Regions from separate parts of the Mus musculus genome. Here all the other regions are linked to region 2. A link is a contact called in public HiChIP or PLAC-seq and promoter capture Hi-C data. All regions are on one chromosome and are shown on one strand. The core of a region is the stretch at or near the end of the contact, and the rest is flanking DNA. Distances in the headings are between cores, read along the strand shown.

Region 1 (2,700 bases), core at 20-2,519, 2.7 Mb after region 2:
GACAGGCTCACCATCCCTCTCTGAGCTAAGACCTCATGCAAACCATGAAGGACAGAATCCCAACTGAAGATAGCCACATTGCACCTCCTCCCTTCAGCCTCAACCCTGGCGGAGCAATCCTAGCAAGGGTTGCTGATTCTGTCCGGATCTCTTCCAATAGACCCGCATATAGAGATGGTGTTCTTCCCAGACCTATCTATCACCTTCAAAGAGAAACTATTTATCCATTCCAGCACCACATCGTGTGTGTGTGTGTGTGTGTGTGTGTGTGTATGTGTGTGTGTGTGTGTGTGTGTGTGTGTGTGTGTAGGGGGGTGCTGATGGTATCCACATTTTGAATGTTTCTACTATGGTAAATAGATTTATGCCCTAGTCCATTATAATTTAGCTCTCTTCTATACTACTTACCCAGTATAAACATCCAGGTTTATTTTCTATATGCTTATTTGTATTAGGTCCATCTCAGGGTTTCTGCCTTTTTTTTTTTTTAATGCTTCTTGCCTTTGTCATCTCGGTGGGCTACACACACTGCTCATTTCAAGGTTTTTCAAGATCTCCCCCTCCGGAATTTTCATTACTACCAATGCTTCTCTATCAGAGCATTCCTTAGTGCTGTTCTTGACTCTTGAATACACATCCTTAATAAAGACATCCCTTAGTTTGGGGGGTGGGGGGAGGAGGTGCTGGGGAGCTTCGGAATTAGTCTCTGAAGTTTTGTTATCTACATACTGAGGGTGGTCTCTTTGTTAAAATTTTAGCTGTCCAGACTTTAAGGTCACGCGATTAGTATTCCCTTGGGAATCACTGGGCCTTTCTTTGAAAGAGCTGTCCAATTTTCAGGCCACACTAAATAACTGCCCATTCAGAAGCTTGGCCAGAAAAGAATGTCGGTGTTTTCCGGCAGGTAAAGGTGCCTGGGGGTCAGGGAGAGAGGGAAAGGCAAGGGGTGGAGTGGGAGGCGGGTGATCGACAGGGATAGAAACGGTGTCTCCTCCTCCCACTGAATGCGAAATAGCCAATGGGGTGGCTCGGCCGGGCCGGCCGGGCGGCCAGTGCCATATAGTATGCAGCAACCGGAGGAGTCACGTTGGGGGAACGGCAGAAAGCAGCTATCCGTTTACACTACTTTGCTCTAGCAGCTATCTTAATGGTGACTGCGTGGCCTGGGGGAAACCTGATCGGCCAGATCCAGCCGAAACCGGGAGGGAGGGAGTGGGCTTTCCGGAGGGGGGAGGGGGAGGGAGGCGAAGAAGGAGGAGTAAGAGAGGGGGAAAGAAAGAGGAAAAGAGTGCGAGGGAGTGAGGGAGGGAGGAAAATAAACAACAAAAAATGTCCTCTTCCTCCCCCACCGGGCAGATTGCAAGTGCGGCGGACATCAAGCAGGAGAATGGGATGGAAAGCGCCTCGGAAGGACAGGAGGCGCACCGAGAAGTGGCGGGGGGCGCGGCGGCTGGGCTGAGCCCCCCGGCTCCAGCTCCTTTCCCCCTGGAGCCGGGGGACGCCGCGGCTGCCTCCAGGGTAAGCCGGGAGGAAGGGGCAGCGGCGGCGGGAGCGGCAGATCAGGTACAACTCCACTCGGAACTTCTGGGCAGGCACCAGCACGCAGCCGCCGCGCAGCCCCCACTGGCCTTCTCGCCGGACCATGTCGCCTGCGTGTGCGAGGCGTTGCAGCAGGGGGGCAACCTGGACCGCCTGGCCCGGTTTCTTTGGTCCCTGCCCCAGAGCGATCTGCTACGTGGCAACGAGAGCCTTCTGAAGGCGCGAGCGCTCGTGGCCTTCCACCAGGGCATCTACCCTGAGTTGTACAGCATCCTCGAGAGCCACAGCTTCGAGTCGGCCAACCATCCGCTGCTGCAGCAGCTCTGGTACAAGGCGCGCTACACCGAGGCCGAGCGAGCGCGCGGCCGGCCGCTGGGCGCCGTGGACAAGTACCGGCTGCGCAGGAAATTCCCCTTGCCCCGCACCATCTGGGACGGCGAGGAGACGGTGTATTGTTTCAAGGAGAAGTCGCGCAACGCGCTCAAGGAGCTCTACAAGCAGAATCGCTACCCCTCGCCGGCTGAGAAGCGGCACCTGGCCAAGATCACCGGCCTCTCCCTCACCCAGGTCAGCAACTGGTTCAAGAACCGGCGGCAGCGTGACCGAAACCCCTCCGAGACCCAGTCCAAAAGGTGAGCGCCAACTTTCCTCCTCCCCCTTCCTCCCCCCACCCTTTCCCAGCTTTCTTTTCCTCCTAGCGCTCGAAAACATGGCGCTTACCTTCCCCACCAGCCTGGTCCGGCTGCCCACCTCTCCCCGCCCCCCACCTCGCTTCCCTACCGGGGTGGTAGGGGGGACGACGGTGGCAACGAGCGGGCGGGGGATCCTCCCTCCTAACCCTCCCCCTCCTGCCCCCAGAAGTTTCTGGTCGCCCTCTTAGGTCCAGTCCCCGCCCCCACCTCGGCTGGTCACTGCTGCCCGGCTTCCCACCCCCATCCTGCTGCCTTTGAAGTTGCCACTCTCGCCTTGGTTCTTTTAGGGAATGTGTGCGCACGCTGCCGGCAAGGCTGCTCTCACGGCAGCTCTGGGCCCGCAGGGGCTGCCGGCGCCGGCCGGGGTCCCTGCCTCCGCGGGGTTACCCGGAGCCTGGAGTGCGCACACGCTCCAGGGTACCCAGGGTTCGACTGAAGCCCGGGCTTGCCCTGGAGGTCACCAGGGGCT
Region 2 (2,700 bases), core at 143-2,642:
CTGGAGCCCCAGTCATGCGTTGAAGCGTGTAAACACGTCAAAAATCCTAGGCCATAAAAACCGAATGCTCCTTCTCCCATGATGGCGTTTACTGGAACGGGAGCTGCGAGGAGGCCAGGTCTGCTTAACTGTGCCCCCACCCGAACATTCGAGCTCAGCCACAGAATTACCTCCAGCAAGAGCTTTGGGGGATGGAAACTTTTAGGGAAGCAGGTGGAGTTGCTTCAAATAAAACTTTTCAAACATTTGTTAAGTCCCACGGTTACTGAGAGCCTCCCCGGTTTGCCTCGAGCTACTACATGGTGCCTGTGCACAACCGCGCCTGCTGCCACTCCGTCCCGACGCTCCCTTCCACTAGGGGAGGGGAAAACAACTTTCGGAAATAAGGCGCGTCCACAAAGGCAAGTGTTACACTGGACTTCTCCACCTCCATCTCAGGCAGCGGCTCCTGTGGCCAGCAGCCCTGGATGCAATCCACGGGCCCCCTCCCACACTGGGCATCTTTTCAGACCTCAAGAGAGAGACCGTAAGGAGGACCAGGTGCTACCGTCAGACCCTAAAGGCAATTGTACAGACAACAAAGACCGCAAGCGATCAAAATGGAATTATAATCCCCGCGGTCCCAGCGCCCCCTCTCCGCCCGCCGAGACTCAGGGCCGCCGCGCCCGCCTCTTCTCTTCCAACGCAAGGGTCCCGCGTCCTGTCCACAGTGTGCGCCCCGGCTGCAGGTTCTCCGGTCCCCGGGGCTAGCCTCCCGCCGCCCGTGGTTTTGCAATCTCTGCGCCGCGGCTTCAGTGTTCTAACACCCGGTTCGAAATCTTTCCCGCCCAGGCGTGACGCGAGGAATGCAAACAATCAGCCGAGCGCGCCCGCCTGGACCGGGATAGGGGGACAGTGGGGAGTCCCGGGGCCGAGCTGGGTGCACCCGCGGGCCGGGCCCGGAGGTGACACAAAGAAGCCCGGGACACCAACGCCAATCGCTGGCGCTCGCCGCGATCCCCAGGGTGCCCCGCCCGCCGCTAAGTTTACAGCGCCCCGCGCGCCCCGCTGTCCCCTCCCGGGTGAAGTTTCCCACGGCCCAGCTGGGAGCCGGGCATCCAGAGACTCCCGTGGGCCCCCCGGGCTCCCCGCTGGGCTCTGGGGACTCCGCAGGGCTCGTGCCCGCCTCTTCCCCGCCCTCCCGCTCTCGCAGGGCGCTTTAGGGCGCGGAGCCCCCCGCGGCTGCGCTCACCGTTGTCTGCCCGGCCGGGAGGCGAGGGCCGGAGTTCGACCCGACCTACTCCGCGCCCCCCTCGCCTCGCTGCCTCGATGGCGCCCCTCGATCGCTCTCCCGCTCGCTCTTCCGTGCGGCCGAAGGCTTGCGGCGCAGCCGAGCGCGCTCCGCTCTGGACTGGAGGCTACAGACCACGCCCCGCGCCCTCCCGGCCCGCCCAGTCCCGCGCTCGCCGCCGCCCGGAGCAGCGCACTGGGGGCGGAGCCGCCTCCCTGCGGCCACCGCAACTTTCCCTCCGCCTTACAGACCCTTGCAGGTGGCGGGAGTGAGGAACTAACTCCGAACGCAGGTTCACGAGCCTCCGCCTCCGTGCCTACCCGCAGCTGGAGACAAAGGGGAGGCCGACTCTCCTAGAACACTTTTCAGGCGGGTTTCACTTCTTCACGGTGGGTGGATGCCTAGATCTACAAATCAGCGAGCCGACCGCGATCCGGTCCTTGAACCCAGGTGGAGCCTTAGAGAAACATGGACTTTTCATCGGCTTCTTAAGAGTGTCAGGAAGCCCAGACCTCGACCTCACCTACGGAGGTAAGATAAGGAGGTGCTTATTTAACAATGCAGATAAGTGACACCCCCCACCCTATTTCCCTGTCCCCCCCCCCCCCGCCCCGCGCGTGCCAGCCTGCAGGATGGGCTGAGGAGAGCCGCCTCAAACAACGACATTCAGGAGAAAGTGGGTCCCTGGGAATCTGTCCTGTAGGTGTCAGTTGGATTTTCCAGCAAATTACTCAATCCTGTGAACTCAGGATGACATCACCTGACTCCCACTCGCGTTTCGAGTCGCTGTTATAGTATTAAGACTCTTGAAGTCAGACACCAACGCATCACTTCACTGTTAAATCACAAAGAGGCAGTGGCCTGAGTTTCTATCGCAATCAAATTTAACTTCATGCAAGTCCCGCCTCATGCATATTGTGTAGCTGCAGAATCTTATCTGGATTGCTTAGTGCGCTACTGATGGCCCAAATTAAATGGTAAGGGTCGAAGATTAAAAGTTTGACGACAGTGGGTTCAGCTAATCCATGTTTCCGGGAAACGTAGGTTTTAATTCTATCCACACTCTCCTCTCTGCGAGTATTGAGGTGACACAAGTAAACTGTGAAAATACATGCTTTATTGTCTTTTTTCGCCGTACTATATCTGCATGGCATTTCTTGTATTCTAGGTTCACTCTGACCTTCCAAGTTCTTAGACTATTTGCTATGCATCCCGTAATGGCTTGGTGGGCGGAGCTCGAGGTGTGGTTCAGTGGGTAGCCTGCTTGCCTAGCTTTGATCCTCAGCACTTCATATAAACATGAAGTGATGGTGCCCACTTGTAATCCAACACTCAGGAGGTGGGGACAGGAGGATTGGGAAATCAAGGCTTGCCTCAGCCACATAGCAAGTCTGAGACCACGATGGGGTACAAAAGACTTTCTCAAAAAA
Region 3 (2,700 bases), core at 200-2,699, 2.9 Mb before region 2:
GCAGGCGGATTTCTGAGTTCGAGGCCAGCCTGGTCTACAAAGTGAGTTCCAGGACAGCCAGGGCTATACAGAGAAACCCTTTCTCGACGCCCCCCCCCCAAAAAAAAAGATTATGAATCTCTTTTGATATCTTTGTCTTTTTTACTTATAAAGCTCTTTAAATTTTAATGTAAGCCTGCTATTACAGTTTAGAATGATCTTTAAAACAAGAAATCGTGTCCACAGAAATACTATAGAAACAGCTCGTCAAGAAAGGATAGTGTTCATTCCCACCAATACCTATACTTCAAAGACACCAGCACACCACATAATTTGTTACTGTTGCAAAAGTTAACAAGTTATTAATTTCTGGCATAATTTAAAAGGATAATTAGAATAGTATCATTAAAACATTACAGTGCCTTATTAAAACCAGAAATACCTTCCACCTTATCCGCTAAATCAAAACTTTAGAATTCTTGCTACACTGGCTTTCAGAATTTAAACTCTTGAAACTCTAAATTAGACACAACACACTAAGTAAAAACCCTCGTAGGTGCTGCATTCATTTTAGAGTAAAGTGTCATGGAAAACTTTTCGGCCGAATCTAAATTCCACACACATTACTGTGTGTCAGTCAGCTGGACAGAAGGAGAGAGCTATCCTTAGTCAGTTACGTAATTTACAATAAGGATCGTTCCGAGCGGCATTCATTGAAAGTAGCTCTACCAAGCATTTACAGGCTTCAAAGTTCACCGGACAATCTCCGTCTAAGTTCTGAGAACGCACTACTCTTTAGCAGTGGTCACAAGGAAGCAGGAACTGTTTATCCGCAGAACGCAATGAGTAGCAGAACACCAGGGGCTGACTCAGGCACCGGAACGCTGGCTGCATTCCGTCTTCCACGGGAAAGTGTTTCCCAGGCTGGTTCCCCGATCCGGCCAGGGGTGGGGTGAGGGAAGAGTCCCAGAGACTCGCGAACTCCGGGCCTGGGCGCAGCGAGACGACTCCCTGCCGTGCCCCCGGCAAGTCCGGCGGGGTGGCCCGCCACCGCGCCAAGGTGCGTCCCCCCCACCCCCACCCCCCGGCCCAGGGAACCAACCGGCATCGCGCGGGGAGCGTCCCTCCGAGGGACAAAGGTTGGGCTGCCACCGCGGCGCCCGGCTCAGCCTGGGGCTCTCCCCAGGGAACCCTGGCGGTGCGGCGGGTCTGGGAGGGGGTGCGAGCCCCGCCGCCCCTCCCCCGCCGCGCTCCCGGGAACCTGTTGATTAAGATCGCCACAGCCCGGGCGCTGCGGGTCCGCCCCTTACCTCCAAGCCCCGGCGGCCGCCGATCCTCTCTCCCTCCCTCGCTCCTCAACGCAGCCCAAGCAACAGCCCTCCGTCTGGCGGCCCTCAAAACACTGGATAAAGAATCCAGAAACTCCCGATTCCTCCCACCTCGGAGTCTCCAGTCCCCGCCCCCTCCTCACCGCCAGCCTCCTCCGTCGCCGCCGTCGCCAGCAACTCCTCCTCGAGGCCGCGCGAGACCGGCCCCCGCGGCTGACGCGAGACCGCGCACGCGCCCCTGGGACGCTGGCGCAGCGGGCGCGCCTATCCCAGGCCGTTCCTGGCGCGGCCCGCCCACGGCCCGGAGAGAGGCTGGAACGGATCGTCCAATCCTGAGCGCGCGTGGGGAGAGGGCCCGCTGATTGGTCCGCTCTTCCCCCCCCCCGCCTCCCGGGGGCTCGGCCGCGCGCACTCACCCGCCTCGAACTGCGAAGCGTTCGTTCTAACCGCTGAGTCGCTTCGCTGCCTCAGCCCACCTCCTCGCCTCTGTGTGGGGTCGCCGTGCTTCCCTGAGACGGACTCGGAAGCCGCTAAGGCTCGACGGGGCCTGGGAAGCGGTCATCTCCTGAGAAAAATCCGATTCCCTTGGAAGAGACCCCTGTTGTCCTGTCAGGCACATCAAAAATGCTAATGCTCAAAACAACCGTGACGCCAACACCTGGTTGTGTATAAAGTTCCACACAATTCCCTGATTCCACAGACGACTCCTTTCTGAAAACCAGGAAGGATGTCAAAGGCCACAGTTGTCACAGAATTCTCCGGAGAGGATTGGGAGTTACTTAGGCTAGTCCCAGCGCGAGTCCATGCTGTCAGGACACACCTATGCCACCATCTGGGAAGGGTGGGCACGGAAAGTGCTATGAAAGTGTGCGCGAGGAACTGGATTTGGAGCAAACAGAAATATGTTCTATGTAGAAACCTCTTCTGCTGGACCTAAATCCATTGCTTCAGCCTGTTGAGTTTTCTCAGGGGCACATGTCGTAGACAACTGTCCCTCTGTGCCTTCGTATATGCAATTAATCATGTCTTTATTTCCTCCCACCGTGGTTTTTAAGCACCATTCCCAATATACCCAGGCTCCTACCTACCTTTTTCCTCTTATGGGTTGTTAGTGTCCCCAAGGAATACTATGCCCTCTGAAGTAAGCACAACTTTTTTTGGGGGGTGGGGGGAGGGCGAAATCCTTCTCTTCCTGGATCATCAAATTCAAATCTTACTGACATTTTATTAAGTACTTAACGTTGTTTATTGGTGTTAGTAAGGCAGAGCCAAGGACAGGACTTTTTTACATACCACTAAAGACCTCTTTCCTTCTGTCAAACATACCTCAGTGGACTTTGAGTACAGACGGACAACTTCCAAATATATGTAACTGAACTGTCTGCTTAGTTCA

Evidence for each region. Promoter capture Hi-C pulls out the DNA fragments that hold promoters and counts their contacts. HiChIP or PLAC-seq counts read pairs in DNA pulled down with a chosen protein or histone mark.
Region 1: a contact with region 2 is called in an H3K27ac HiChIP or PLAC-seq map of embryonic stem cells, with 4 times the contacts expected there. The contact joins the promoter of Six4 here to the promoter of Syne2 in region 2. A contact is called at or near these places in 1 of 39 promoter capture datasets (cranial neural crest) and 1 of 115 datasets of contacts at active chromatin or transcription factors (embryonic stem cells).
Region 3: a contact with region 2 is called in a promoter capture Hi-C map of pre-B cells, with 6 times the contacts expected there. The contact joins the promoter of Mpp5 here to the promoter of Syne2 in region 2. A contact is called at or near these places in 1 of 39 promoter capture datasets (pre-B cells) and 1 of 115 datasets of contacts at active chromatin or transcription factors (astrocytes).

Annotation. Positions count from the first base shown.
Region 1 is chr12:73,111,814-73,114,513 of GRCm38.p6, reverse strand. Six4 (sine oculis-related homeobox 4) reads left to right here and starts at 1,269. Exons shown (of 3, transcript NM_011382.3): 1 at 1,269-2,171. The coding sequence starts at 1,330. It also overlaps a transcript of Mnat1 not described here.
Region 2 is chr12:75,817,010-75,819,709 of GRCm38.p6, reverse strand. Syne2 (spectrin repeat containing, nuclear envelope 2) reads right to left here and starts at 1,392. Exons shown (of 116, transcript NM_001005510.2): 1 at 1,232-1,392. Gm40447 (collagen alpha-1(II) chain-like) reads left to right here and starts at 82. Exons shown (of 7, transcript XM_011244246.1): 1 at 82-213; 2 at 359-1,801. The coding sequence starts at 82. The coding sequence ends at 1,627.
Region 3 is chr12:78,747,696-78,750,395 of GRCm38.p6, reverse strand. Mpp5 (membrane protein, palmitoylated 5 (MAGUK p55 subfamily member 5)) reads right to left here and starts at 1,449. Exons shown (of 15, transcript NM_019579.3): 1 at 1,290-1,449.